3 separate regions of the Zea mays genome follow, and all the other regions are linked to region 3. A link is a contact called in public Hi-C data. All regions are on one chromosome and are shown on one strand. The core of a region is the stretch at or near the end of the contact, and the rest is flanking DNA. Distances in the headings are between cores, read along the strand shown. Region 1 holds the start of LOC100277272. Region 2 holds the start of LOC103640860 (laccase-25-like). Region 3 holds the start of LOC103640855 (LRR receptor-like serine/threonine-protein kinase GSO2).

Evidence for each region. A called contact is a pair of places that touch in the nucleus more often than the background predicts.
Region 1: a contact with region 3 is called in a Hi-C map of bundle sheath, with 1.8 times the contacts expected there. The contact joins the promoter of LOC100277272 here to the promoter of LOC103640855 in region 3. A contact is called at or near these places in 3 of 25 Hi-C or Micro-C datasets (bundle sheath, leaf and tassel).
Region 2: a contact with region 3 is called in a Hi-C map of tassel, with 2.1 times the contacts expected there. The contact joins the promoter of LOC103640860 here to the promoter of LOC103640855 in region 3. A contact is called at or near these places in 2 of 25 Hi-C or Micro-C datasets (leaf and tassel).

The regions. Positions count from the first base shown.
Region 1 is chr10:12,016,525-12,021,069 of Zm-B73-REFERENCE-NAM-5.0, reverse strand. It overlaps LOC100277272, which reads right to left and starts at 2,188. Exons shown (of 3, transcript NM_001150889.2): 1 at 1,649-2,188; 2 at 1,442-1,546; 3 at 507-1,307. The coding sequence starts at 2,106. The coding sequence ends at 725.
Region 2 is chr10:12,083,432-12,087,879 of Zm-B73-REFERENCE-NAM-5.0, reverse strand. LOC103640860 (laccase-25-like) reads left to right here and starts at 3,129. Exons shown (of 4, transcript NM_001323270.1): 1 at 3,129-3,337; 2 at 3,481-3,635; 3 at 3,821-4,200; 4 at 4,292-4,448. The coding sequence starts at 3,221.
Region 3 is chr10:11,728,666-11,733,400 of Zm-B73-REFERENCE-NAM-5.0, reverse strand. It overlaps LOC103640855 (LRR receptor-like serine/threonine-protein kinase GSO2), which reads left to right and starts at 2,724. Exons shown (of 2, transcript XM_008664317.2): 1 at 2,724-4,735. The coding sequence starts at 2,868. LOC103640856 (a long non-coding RNA gene) reads right to left here and starts at 1,615. Exons shown (of 4, transcript XR_559891.2): 1 at 1,390-1,615; 2 at 407-459; 3 at 133-177.

The DNA.
Region 1 (4,545 bases), core at 939-3,438, 290 kb before region 3:
GTTGTCAAATCATAGTGACCACAGTAGTACTTCAATTTGTTCCACGGTTCACTATTAAAGATAACATGTACATCAATGTTACCATTTATGCGCTAACTGAAGAATTTTGCCTCACCGACTAGTGTGACATGTTATGTAATTTTTTCGATATTCAGAACTCTTAAAACCACGATATTTGAGTGGTGACATTTGTTTGGTTTGAGGTCAAAGTAGAATGAAGCGAAGCGACACTGTTCTCTTAATTTTTAGGATCACATCATCACTAAAAAATTACTTCGGTGTTTATCTCGCTCTCACACGACTCTCACGTAAATACTATAAAAACTGTGAACGCTCTTTTTATCCCTTCTTATACATCCAACCAGCACAACACACCTAAGAGAGGGGATGCCTTTCGTGCTTATCAGTTAACCACTGCTGTCATGCGAATGAGTACCTGATTCTGCTGTGAAGGAGAAGGACGAGAGCATTCGCGTAGTGGAAGAGCAGGGCACCACATTGAGGCGCGTTCTCTGTTGGCCAAGCTTCTGCTCCTGAACTTAACATGATCTACAAGACCCGCGGCATAATCTTACAGAGTAGATATATCGTATATTAAATACAAACTAAACTAGGCCATTATTCACAGCTCGATCCATCAACATGCCCTGGCTCCACTCCACCCTACCTACCGTCTCCTACTCTCCTCCAACACACAGCAGGTCGACCAGTCGTCGTCCGGCCGTCAGTACTCAGCAGCATACATGCCGCCGGTGATGGAGCCGAACACAATGTCTTCCAGATCGAACGTGTCGTCGTACCCCAAGTGCGCCACGCCCGAGAGGCCGCCGCCGCCGAACCAGTGCTGCTGCTGCTGCTGCAGCTGGAGGCCAGACGTCACGTCGCCCTGGTCCGGGCCGGGCGTGGCGGTCCGCACCGCCTCGGCCGTGGCAGCGGAGCTCCCCGCCGGGGTGAGGCTGCTAAGCACCTCCTCCAGCTCCAGCTCCTGCTCCCGCTCGCCGCCGCCGCCGCCGCCCTCCAGCTGCCTCGGGGGCTCCGCAGGCAGCACGGCGCCCTTGTGTCCGGCCTGCCGGTTGCTGGCGTTTCCGGTGGTGGTGGTGGTGCTGGCCGTGGTGGCGTTGGCCGCCGCGAAGCTGATGAGGCGGGACCCCGCGTGGAGCTCGTCGTCGGCTGCGGTGGCCGGGTCCCGGCAGGTGTGCGCGCCGATGTAGGTGACCGTGTAGGCGTCCGGGTCGTCGTCGCGGCGCTGCACCTGCCGCTGCGCCGCGCACTGCTGGTCGTGCTTGTGCGTGCACCGGAAGTAGGCCCTGCGCCGACGCCGAGCATCATCGACGGAAATCAGTACTTCTGGTTGGGCATATTCGGTTCTACTATGATGGATCGTCGATCGATCGATCTCGATCGATGAACAATGATTGGCTCTGGAGGGGTGGAAACGTACTTTGGGTGCTTGCAGTTCTGGATCTCCTTCTGCCCGTACTTGCGCCACGCGTGTCCGTCCTCCAGATCCCTCACGCTCTTCGTCACAACCGACGATGGCTGGGCTCTGCAACACGTACGTACGTACGCCGCCGCAGAATTTAACCAGTGGGTTTAAATCAGAGATGAAGAAAAGCCGAAAAGGACATAGCGAAGCCGCTTCGCTCACCTCCTCCGACACGCGGCGGCCCTCTTGCCCGCTCCGCCAGCGGCCTTCCTCTTGCCGGTGCAGGTGACCTCGCTCTGCACCTCGGACGCCTCCTCCTCCTCCTCCTCCTCAGCGGCGGCGGCCGCGGCCTTGGCCGTCTGGATGGTGAGGGATATGGCGTGCAGGATCCGGTCCACGAGGCGGCTGGCCTCGGGCGACTCCCGGAGCAGCGCCTTCAGCTGCGTGGCGTACTCCCGGCCCTTGACCATGTCCTCCATCACCCGCGCGTACGGCGGCGGCGGCGGCGCCATGGCCACAGCAGCCGAGCCCCAGAAAGCGAGAACGGATGATCGCAATTCACGTCCACAGCTCAGTGATGGCTCACTTGCGCGCGCGCGCACTCCTCCAATCCTGGCGGCAGCAACCAGCTCAGAGCTCACAAGGAAGGAATCAGTCGAGGTTGAGGCAGGTGCCGGCATTTATGGATGCACTGCAGACGGGCAGCCCCGCTCTTGTCCACGGTAGATGGCGTCCACGGAGGAGCGCCAGCCGTGGTTTTCTACGCCGCGGGCCCGGTGAAATTTAAGCTTTTGTTACTAGTCGGGTAGGCATGTGCCGCGCCAGCCTGGCTCTGGCTCTGGCTTGGCGAGGGGGGAACCATCCTGGAACGAGAGGGAGAGGGTAGCAAGTGGGGACGGGGACGGGGACGAGTGGACGACGACACGCAGGTGACGTCTGGGACGCGACGTCACCATGGTGATGCTCTAGCTCCACTGCCTGCGCTGCGCCTCGCGCGGATGAAGCGCAAATGCAATTGGGTCCAGATACGAGAAGGCTTGTTGATGGCGACTCTACCTGTGGCTCTTTCGTCCTACCGCGGGGACCGAAGCTTCCTAACTTTCACCACAGGAAGTTATCTTGATTGGGGAATAATCTGTTAAGAGTTAATTCAATGGTGATCTCATCCTTGTGAAAAGACACCCGTTCAGGAAAAGGTACAATCATTCGGCGCCAGCATACATGAAGCAAAGGACTTCGGGAAATAGAGATAACAAGTGATTAGGTGTCTGTTAGAAAAGATGTCTATTAGTGAAAAGTTGTGACTCTTCCTCTTTCTCTCTCTGTAATCCACGAAGGGGTACAAAGACACCCCTTCACTATGTATAAATATGTACAAGATCAATGGAAAGTGATCACGAATTTTCATTCTCTGTTCACACAACTGTTTACATTTAATACGTTATCAGCACATAGACTCAACCACCGAGTTTTGGACGGAGGAAACATCACGGAACAGAAGAACAGAAGAACGCGAAGAAAGGAAAACCACGCGGAACAGAAGAACACGTGAAGAAGATTGAAGGAATACCGTAAGTACAATGCCAATGATTACTCTTCGACGTATCGTTCAGGCAATCCGTCATGCCGTCATCAGGGAGTTCCTCCGCGCATTCCGTGAAGGAATCCTCGACGACAATCGGATTGGCTTTGCCATTCACAGGGTAATGATGAACTTGGTTAACACCGGTGCCACCGGAGTCTGGATTCCAAATCGCCGCAGCCATAATCGCAGTTCATCTCGCCGTCGTCGAGCACCACCAGTGGTGGTTCCCCCTCCACCGCCGGCGACAGCAACATCCACACAAGTACCTGCATCAGTGTCACAAATGGGAGGGACTTACCCGCATGGTTACTGTCCGTTTCACGGGTTTGGACCATGCGCCCTGCGCGACGCCGGCGTGCTGGAGGCTACTCTCACCGCCGCCCGCCAGTACTACAACTCTCAAGCGCAACCTGATGCAGTTCCCATGGAGGAGATGCTCGCCACGGTCGCGGCTCCAAACCTTTACTCACCGACACCGGAGGTGGAACCCACTGCACCGCGTTGGAGACCACCAACACCGGCACCGCCAGGTTTCGGTCGTCGTCCAACCAGGGCGGCAAGAACAGGGTGTCCACCCTTCTTCAACGACGACGAGGTCATACCACCACCACCATCCGTGGTACCGATGCCATCCCCTGCCTTGATTGAACGCAGCCGAGGTGCACAAATCGGACTGTGGGCGAACCTCAACTCCGTCAAAGTCGAATCCCCAAACTTTGACGGCGCCAGTGCATATGGTTTCCTCTTCTCTGATGAGGAGAGGGAGGATTCTCTGTCCTAAAAAAACAGAGGAAGAAGGGGAGGACAGGGGTATTGCTCGTGCTTGTGTGGCGCACCTGGACTGACGGCAAGACGTCGGCGACCGGACGCGAACCCATAGGCAGCAGGACCCGCGGCTGGCGGCCCAGCGCGCGCCCGCTGCTGGCGTCCAAGCAGCGCCCGCGGCTGCGACCGAGCGTCCGCGGCTGGCGGCCATGCGCGCGCCCGTGGCTCACGGCTGGAGATCCAGCGCGCCCGCGACTGGCGTCTGGCGGCCGAATCCGCGGCTGGCGCCCGCGGCTGGCGCCCGCGGCTGGCTGCCCAGCTCGCCCGCGGCCGGAGGACCAGCGCGCACGCGGCCGGATCCACGGCCGGAGGACCAGCGCGCACGCGGCTGATGGCCTGACCCACGGCTGGAGGCTGCGTCTGGTGCCGGCGGCTGGAAGAAGATGGAGACTAGGGTTCCAGCCCCTGGTCTTTTTCTTTTACCCCCGACAACATGGGCCTGGACTGCTGTATGGGCCAAATTGTCTACAGATACGCTGCTAACAAGTCGACAGAGAGCACAGAATCCCTATTTCCCCTTTTTAATATGGTTATGGTTCATTCAGACCTATACTCGTTTTATTAATTTGTACATATGTGTTAGTTTACATATTCCAGCAATTTTTCTTTTACATTTCTACTATAACATTAGTTAGATGTATCTATATATTATGTTACAGTTGTAAAATGTAACCGTGAATATGTGAATGTATATATGTGTTTGTGTACA
Region 2 (4,448 bases), core at 1,880-4,379, 350 kb before region 3:
TGTACACTCAATCTTATCTCTCGATTAACATCTAATCCACATAATATATTATACATGTCAACTTGTTATCAACCTAAACCCTAATTCCTTTAGTTTTACATATTTATCATTGGAATCATGCTAAGATACATCATCGTGAAATGGAGGAGAAGTTGCATCATGACATAATCAATGAAGGCACAAATGTTAGGCAAGACTCACTTGAAGACCCTAATTTGTACCTCAACCTTCATCGAGGGGATCCAACCGCTGCTCATTCTTACATCATTATACTCGATGCTCTGCAACCATCAACTGTTGGTGGGGCTCACTCACCACCAAACACTCCATGTAAGAGTCTATCCCCTCCTAATGCTCCATGCAAGAGGCCCACCGCTGCAAACTCGCCATCCAGGAGCCCCACACCTTCTAAAAGGAGCCCGTCCCCTACTCCACCAACTTATAAAAGGCAAATGCGCACAACGTCAAGTCAGACAAAAAGCAAGTGCACATGCAACAACTCCTTAGCTAAGTCTGTACCAAATAAGTGAGCCTATGACATGACTGATGAGGATTCAAACATTGTCATCAGTGCCAAGGTGAAGGAACACTTCAAGAAGAAGATACCTGAGAAGGAAACACCAATAGGTCCATCCAGGAGAGCCTTCTTTCTAAAGATGAGCAAAACACAAACAAAAAATGTATCTTAGACTACAAGAGCATGCTTAGTAAGCACATAAAAAACATGCGAAGAAAATGTGCCATCATAAGAGAGGACAAGGACATACCTACATGGCAATCCTCTAGTTAGACCAGAGTTGGTGAAAGACTTACCAATAGAAATGCAAAGATTCCATGACTAGTACATGAATGAGTAAGCCACTGATAGGACCTGTTTTACAGTTTTTTACAGCTTCTGGCCACCAAAAGCTGCTGCGGACTGCCAAACACTCAGCTTTTTAGCCAAATTCTATAAAAACCTATTTGTTAAAAACCATCCAAAATCAGCATAAATATATAATTCGTCGAGTCATTGCAATAGTATGAATCCGTCACTTTCTAGATCCTAAACCCTATGTATACCTTCATCTTCCTTCACATGTGATCCCAATGATAGTCAGATTCTCTCCACAGCTAGATTCTCTACACAGCCAGATTCTCAGAAAAGCTGGCCAGAAAAAAGCTGAACCAAACAAGCGTGTGCTTATAAAAGATTCTGACTTCTATAATGCCCTTGACATGGTGTGGCTAAATTTCAAGGATATATTTAAGATATACCAGTGGAATGTCGTTGACATCTCTCTCCTCAGCGGTTGGGTTCTATAAGTCTTTACCATGTCTCTTGTACATGATTCAACGATATATAGTCAATGGTACCTGACATGCCCTTACACCTATTTTGTATTGTGACACATGGAGATCTAGAGATGTCATAAGGAGGGAATTTACCATGTGGGCTTCATCGACTTGGTGGTTGTTAACCAAAAAAACATTAAGGACTTTCACACCGACGTCCTAAAAAGATTGCTCATGTTTTTGCACAAACAATATTATATTCAATTCATACTTCTAACTTACAATTTTAAGTTAGTGTCCACTACCTTAAACCTTTTCGTAATTGAATGTGTAGTCTAACTTTCTCTCCTTATTCATAACATTTCCACTGCTTCCACTCGATACATCTAGTGATCTCAATGGAACAACGCAATGTACACATCTTTGACTCCATGAGGAAGCCAGACATATAGTTACAAGAAGTCATGGACCTTCTTAACGTGTAATTGTTACCATTCGAACTTAACTTCATAATCCTCTAAATGATTTGATCAAGCACCAAGGATCAATCATTTTAGTTATGGGGGCATGGACATGGCTAAAAATAGCCTAGACTAAAGAAACTATTTAAGCTTATGCCAAACTTTTCTGTATGTATGAAGCGTGTACAACTCTCAAGTTATTTGTCAATAATAATCCATAACTTTTTCCCAGTTTTAGTATTTCACACAGTAAAAGGAACGATCTTTGTAGATATTATGTTTGTGGATTTATTCATACCGTCGTAGGTAACAAGTTAGTAGCAAAGATATCAAGATATGCCAATAATATTTACGATAATAATATTGATTTCACGATAATAAAGCAGCTCATCTTTGCATTTAATATAATATTATTTTTTATTAATGTTTTTGGCAAATCAAAGTTGATGACGACGAAGGAAGATCTACTCCCTTCGGAAAAGATTGAAGCAATTCAATAACAACTAATAGGATTCATGTATACCGATATCGTATAAAAACGGAGAGTTCTATTAAGATGAATGAAATCTCCTAGCCCTCTCATAAAACCTAGAGGGTGAACATTGAGAATATAGAAATGAAGAAATATTATACATTTGTATATAGTATTATTGCTATTCATTTAAATATAGACATACTACTTTTATTATTCGTCCATATATATTAGCGTGAGCGCATCCGCGTGGCTGGCGCCAGACCCCTTTAGCACTGCAAATAAAAAGCCTCTCTTCAGTACCGAGCTGTACAAATGGAACCAAAGATCAAGGCTTTTATGTAGTGTATCTCTGATGTCCCATTCTTATTGCATTAACCATTGACATTATGTAGTGACAATATATTAGTGTCACCAATCTTACTTGTCAAACGTACCCAATTAAAATAGGAACAATTGGATCTATACCATTAAAAGATCCAAACTTTAGATATATACCATGGACCTCACATGTCATTGACTCATGTGGACCCACATGTAAGTGAGATAGTAATGGTATGGATCCAAAGTGGTGATCTTTTAATGGTATGGATCCAAATTTCCCATTAAAATACTAGTGCAGAATCGAGGAAAGATGGTCTCATCTCATCTCTACAGAGCAATGCAAAATTCGTCCCGTTTATTAGTAGTGTGTATCTCTGAATTCTGATGTCCCTTGTGTTACCAAAACTGTCACCTTTGAATGGAAGGAAGACGCACATGCTAATTAGAACACTCAAAGGCAGCAGGAACCTTACGTGTTCCAACTGACTAGAGTAACCAGGCAGCCTGAGAATCTATCCATCCATCCATCCATACGTCCCGGCTATATAGAGAGCCTCTTGCTCATGAACTCTCTCACCCAAAACCACTCGATCATCGAGCATACGATCGAGAGATCATCAACCAGATCTTTAGCTGTTCTGTGTGTCTTTGGCCATCGTCATTGCTAGCTAGCTCAGGGGGGCTGGGCATGGCTCCTCGACCTTGGTTGTCACCACTGGCTTTGCCTCTTGGTCCCAGCGTCGCCTTGTTGGTGCTTGCTTGTTGCTGCGTTGCTGAAGCTTCGATCGTGGAGCACACCTTCAATGTAATTCATTCATGAGTCTAACATACATACATGCATGCATATGCATACATGTGTCAGTTTTGCTCGCATTTGGTTCGTTTCATGGTCGTTGTATAGCACGTACGAGGTATATATGTAAGAGGAGGAGCTTGATCCTTTGCCAGGTCGGAAACCTTTCCGTGAGCCAGCTTTGCCAGCCGCCGCGGGTCATCACGGCGGTGAACGGGCAGCTCCCAGGCCCGGCCATCCATGCCCGCGAGGGAGACACTGTGGTCGTCCACCTCGTCAACCAGTCGCCCTACAACATCACAATCCACTGGTACGGACTTTCTCGCTGTCATATAGGAAGATAGAGATTCGTACAAACCACTGCAATGTTAGCTAGATACATACAGCCAAAAGCAGCAAGCTCCAGTGAATCATCTCATCACAGGGCCGCCGCCAAAAGAATCCTGTTCTGAATTCTGCTCCTTGCTGCGTTGTGTACTTGTGTGTGCTTTGCAGGCACGGCATATTCCAGCGCGGCACGCCGTGGGCGGACGGCCCGGCGATGGTGACGCAGTGTCCGGTCAAGCCGGGCGGCAACTACACGTACCGCTTCAACGCGACGGCGCAGGAGGGGACGCTGTGGTGGCACGCCCACATCTCCTTCCTCCGCGCCACCGTGTACGGCGCGCTGGTCCTCCGCCCCCGCGCCGGCGCCGACGCCTACCCGTTCCCCAAGCCGCACGCCGAGGAGACCGTCGTCCTCGGCGAGTGGTGGAACGACAACGTCTACGACCTCCAGCAGATGGCGTTCCTCACCGGGCTCCCGGCGCGCAGCGCCGACGCGTACACCATCAACGGCAAGCCTGGAGACCTGTACAACTGCTCCGACGGGAACCGTACGTATATATATATATATATATATATATATATCCATGCATCATCAAACCATTCAAATAAACCATTCGTGACGACGAGTACACCGTGCAGAGACGTACCGGTTCCAGGTGCGGAGCAACGAGACGTACCTGCTGCGGATCATCAACGCCGCGCTCAACACGCCCCTGTTCTTCAAGGTGGCGAACCACAGCTTCACCGTGGTGGGCGCCGACGCGGCCTACACGACGCCGTACGAGACGGACGTGGT
Region 3 (4,735 bases), core at 1,475-3,974:
TTGTCACACACAATTCAGTCCAAAAAAACTATAAGTAGCACAAGATACAGTGGCCAAAAAATCGTACTGCACGACTGCAACAATAATTTGTCATACAAACATTAATCAGCAAGCAAATTTTCTTTGAGGTACCTGAGTACTGCTTCTATTCCTTGCTCCAACAGAGCTCGCCTTATACTGCACAACAAAGCAACAGGAGGCTAAGCATATTGTAATGCTGACTAATATATCTTTGTCAACTATGTCTTTCCCTTCTATTTTATTTTTTTTGTTCCAAGGTTTTCACAAAAAACCGTATGGCTATTATGAGTATTTCTGTTATTTTTGGTAGAACCACATTGCTACATCTCGGGTTCCTTTATCAACACAGGTATCAACGAATCACAGCCCGAGGCTACATTCTTACCTTAGCAGATTTGCATCTAGCTGCACCACTTGCAACTTAGCTTCAACCAAACGCTGCAGAGAAAAGCATCCATAAATAGAAGATCCAGTTAGATTGGGAAACATGCGTAAAACACAACTCGTGAGCATGAAGAGTTGTCCAGAACATCTATATTATAGTGTAGCAGCATTCAAATCAGAGACAAGCTTGCTAATGGAAAAGAAGGAAGGGAAAAGAAACATGCATGAACACCACAAATTCTAAGCTGAGTAACTAAATATACCAAGGGACATAACCTAATGCTGCTAGGAAGAACTCCTGAAGTGAAGTTTCATATATGAAATAAGATTTTTCTTTAAAACAAATATGCAATGGCCGATCATCCAAAGATGGGGATGGCAAAAAGATAACACTACTGAACTAAGATTGATGAGATATTGGTAAAAAATAGCCAAAAACATAGAAGTTTGATGCTGCATGTTCAGAGCACACATTAAGAACAACATGTAAATTTGAACATTATATTAACTTGTTCATTTGAATAAGAACTCCTACCAAAAACACCACCACATTGCTCTAGACAAATTAAATTTTCTATCCAGAATCCAATACAAGTACTATTTGGCATCACTACCAATGTATGAAGAACAGTAACCAAGAGCATTGTTCTCACCTGTCAGACGGTGAGTTCCTCACTCTGTACCAAAATTCTAGAGGACAATATTGAATATTAGCATAGCAACCAACAAGTATGAGCCATAGTGCTACACATTGCAACTTAGGAAAGTGATTTACTGATCACCATATTTCCGAATAGCTGGTTATGATGTGATATTTACAAATCTTCCAAGAAGTGCTAACCTACATTGTTTCAGTTAGGGGCATGCCTTTGAGAAGTCTCTTTACAATGCAACGGGCAAAATGCCCCCAACGCAAACCCAAGGATGATGCCGGATCCAAGTGAGACAGGGCAGATAGTGGGAGGGGAAGCGATGGCGGCATACCTGACGACGTTTGAGAGGAAGAGGGCGAGGACCTTGGCGACGGAGCCGGGTAGTAGGTTGACAATGTACTTGGCGCAGAGACTAGAGACGGGTGCGATGTCGTGGCTGTGCAGTGCCTCCACGATCTCCATTGGCTTCGTCAGCGCGAAGGAGAGCTCGCCCTCCCCTCCGTCGCGGGCACCACAGGCAAACTGCTGCAGTGACGACTTCCTGGCGATGGCTTCCTCTGTCGCTCGGAGCCGCAGCCGCCGCGCGCTCGGCGCATGTCCTCGGCCGGGCTGGTGTGAGGAGGTCCAGGATGGTGGCCGGGTTCCGTCGCACGATCTTGTTCCCAATGCCCAGGTCCCCGCTGCCGCCAACGAGAGGCGCGGGGCCGAGCGGCGCCAACAAGTATGGCGCCTACCGCGCGCGGTTGGCAAGCCTGCCGTGCCGGTTCCACCTGCTAGTGCTCCAGCTTGACGACGATGTCGCCGACCTGCGGGAGCTGGTAGGCCGCCTGGCGTCGAAGGCCTCCGCGGAGGCCATGGCCGAGGGTGCGGCGCAACTGGGCCGCGTGGTCTTGTCACTCTCTGAGCTGCTGCATTAGCCGCTACGCCGGCTCGGCCCGTCCCCGTAGGGTCGCGTCATCGGGGCGGGGGGGGGGCTTGGATTTGGGGCGGGGTGCGTGGGCGGGCATCATGCGCGGAGATGACGCTAGATTAGCGCGGAACGAGGCAGGTGTAGGGTGGGGGCAGGCGATGGAATGGCGCGACATGCGCGCGGCCGATTGTCCTCGCGTGGATGGAGGGGGTTGTGGGCTCGAGGATGAGGATGGCGGCATGTGCGCGCCTTCCATCGACCGAACGTGGGTGCGGTGCGAGGATTGCATTGCGCGGCCACGCGGGGGGCGAGATTGGCGTCGTCGACGGGATGCAGGCTTCGATGACTGTCAGCAAGGCGGGACGTGAATCACGGGGGCGGGGGCACGGCGTACCACTGTGGACGTCCACACTATAGAGTAGTAGAGATTTAAGCGTGGATATGAATCCCCGTCGGAGATTTATCCCCGCGAGAAACATGAACGAGGAAAAGACGTCCCTTGCAAATGTTTGTGGAGATCCCGTAAGAAAAAAATCATTGCCGTGATGAAGGTAGAGAGCTGTTGTTGCACTACAGCTTATGAAGACTATTCTTCGGAAAGGGCTGAACTATTGTTCAAAACCTGCCAAGTTGTCCTAAAATTCTATCCTTGCGGGCCCCATGGTCCAGCCTTTGATGGAGGTTTTTCAGGCTTTCAGCTCCCAATAGCTTCCCTTTTCCTTTTCGTCGCTCACTGGCTGTCTCGCTCTCACACAGAAGCAGCAGGCGGTGTTGTACGTCATCGGTCAGTCAACGCTGGACCAACCCAAACCCAAGAGAAGGGGCACCAGAAACACCTCAACAAAATCGTGAGCAGCCTTGGGGTCTCCCTGAAGTCTGAACCACACTCAACAAAACCCATGGTAGTTTCAGAACAAACAAACAAACATGGAAGCCATGGGCGAGCACACCCAGCGCTCAAAATCCTAGAGAGGGGGAGGAACATCTCTTCTTCTTCTTCCTTCCCTTCCTACTCGAGCCGGTGGAGGTCAGCGGGGATTGAGGAGGAGGAGGGGAAGAGGCGAGGCAGGAAATCAAGCGGGAATCCAAGAACCGTAAGGATGACCGTGGTGGAGAGGAGGTACGGTCCCTGTACCAGCCATGGTTCCTTCCTCCTACGGCTGCTGCTGCTGCCGTTCTTCTTCTTCCTCTGCTTCATCGATGTGCCGCCGGCCGGCGCCGCCGCCACCACACAGTCGCCTCCACTAGACAACACGCAAAAGGCTATCATGAACGATGTTGCGAGTCTGGTGAACTCCGGATCCGCCAACACCAGGTGGAACACCGCGGAGTCGAATCCGTGCAACTGGGAAGGAATCACCTGCACAAGTAACACTTCTTCCTCGGCCGTGACTCGGATCGCCTTGTCAAACTATGGCCTCGCCAACTCCTCCATCTTTGCTCCCCTCTGCCGTCTTGGCACTCTGCGGTACCTTGACCTTTCCAGAAATTTTTTAGCAGATTTGTCCGCCCCGTTCTTCGCCTCTTCTTCTTCTTCTTGCTCCATGAAGGAAGGGCTGCAGTCACTTAACCTGAGCACCAACCGGCTGGCTAGCCCGCTCGGTGAGTTGGCCGGCTTCCCCCAGCTACAAGTTCTTGACCTGTCCTTCAATTCCTTTGCCAGCAGAAATCTGAGTGCGGAATTGGGTTATTTCCCCAAGTTAAGGAGCTTCAACACTAGTTCCAATGACTTGAATGGTGATGTTCCTACCAGTATGGTCGGCTCTTTGGAGGAGCTGGTATTGTCTAGTAATAATTTGAGTGGTCCAATTCCTCTGCGTTTGTTTGAATATGAAAATCTTACTCTGCTAGATCTCAGCCAGAATAATCTGACCGGTGCTATTCCAGATAACTTCACGAGTCTCTCCAAGCTTGAGACTTTGCTCCTTTCTGGCAACAAATTGATTGGGGAAATACCATCGAGTCTGTCTAATGTGACAACACTGTCTAGGTTTGCAGCTAACCAGAACGGTTTAACTGGACCCATCCATAGCTGGATTACCAAGCATATAGGGATGTTGGATTTGAGTTACAACAAGCTGAATGGGACAATCCCCTCAGACTTCCTCTCGCATCAGGGGTTGCAGAGTGTTGATCTTACCAGCAACTTGCTTAACGGAGCCATTCCTGCCACCTTGTCTCAAAGCCTCTACCGCTTGAGGCTTGGTGGGAACCAGCTTGGTGAGAACATCCCAGGGTCAGTTTGTGATACCATGGGCTTGACTTATCTTGAGTTGGATGACAACCAATTGACAGGAGTTATACCTTCAGAGCTTAGCAAATGCAAGAACTTGACACTGTTGAATCTGGCATCAAATCGTTTGCATGGTTTAGTGCCCAGTATTACCGGTGAACTTGACAAACTGGTAGTTCTGAAGCTTCAAAATAACACCCTCACTGGACAGGTTCCAAGTACATTTTCTGAATTAAAGAGCCTAATCACATTGAATCTCAGTAAGAATTCACTCAGTGGAGCGATACCAAGCGGAATTTTCGAGTTGCCAAAGCTTTCGAACTTGTATTTGCAGGGTAACCAGTTTAGCGGTTTTATTCCGTTCTCCATCAGTTCATCAAAGGATCTAATCGAGCTCAACCTGGGTGATAATGCTCTGACTGGTAACATCCCAACCATGCCAACCACTGTGACCACATCTCTTCTGAATCTTAGTCATAACCTTCTTGACGGGTCTATTCCTTCAAACATCAACTCTTTAGGTGAACTAGAGAT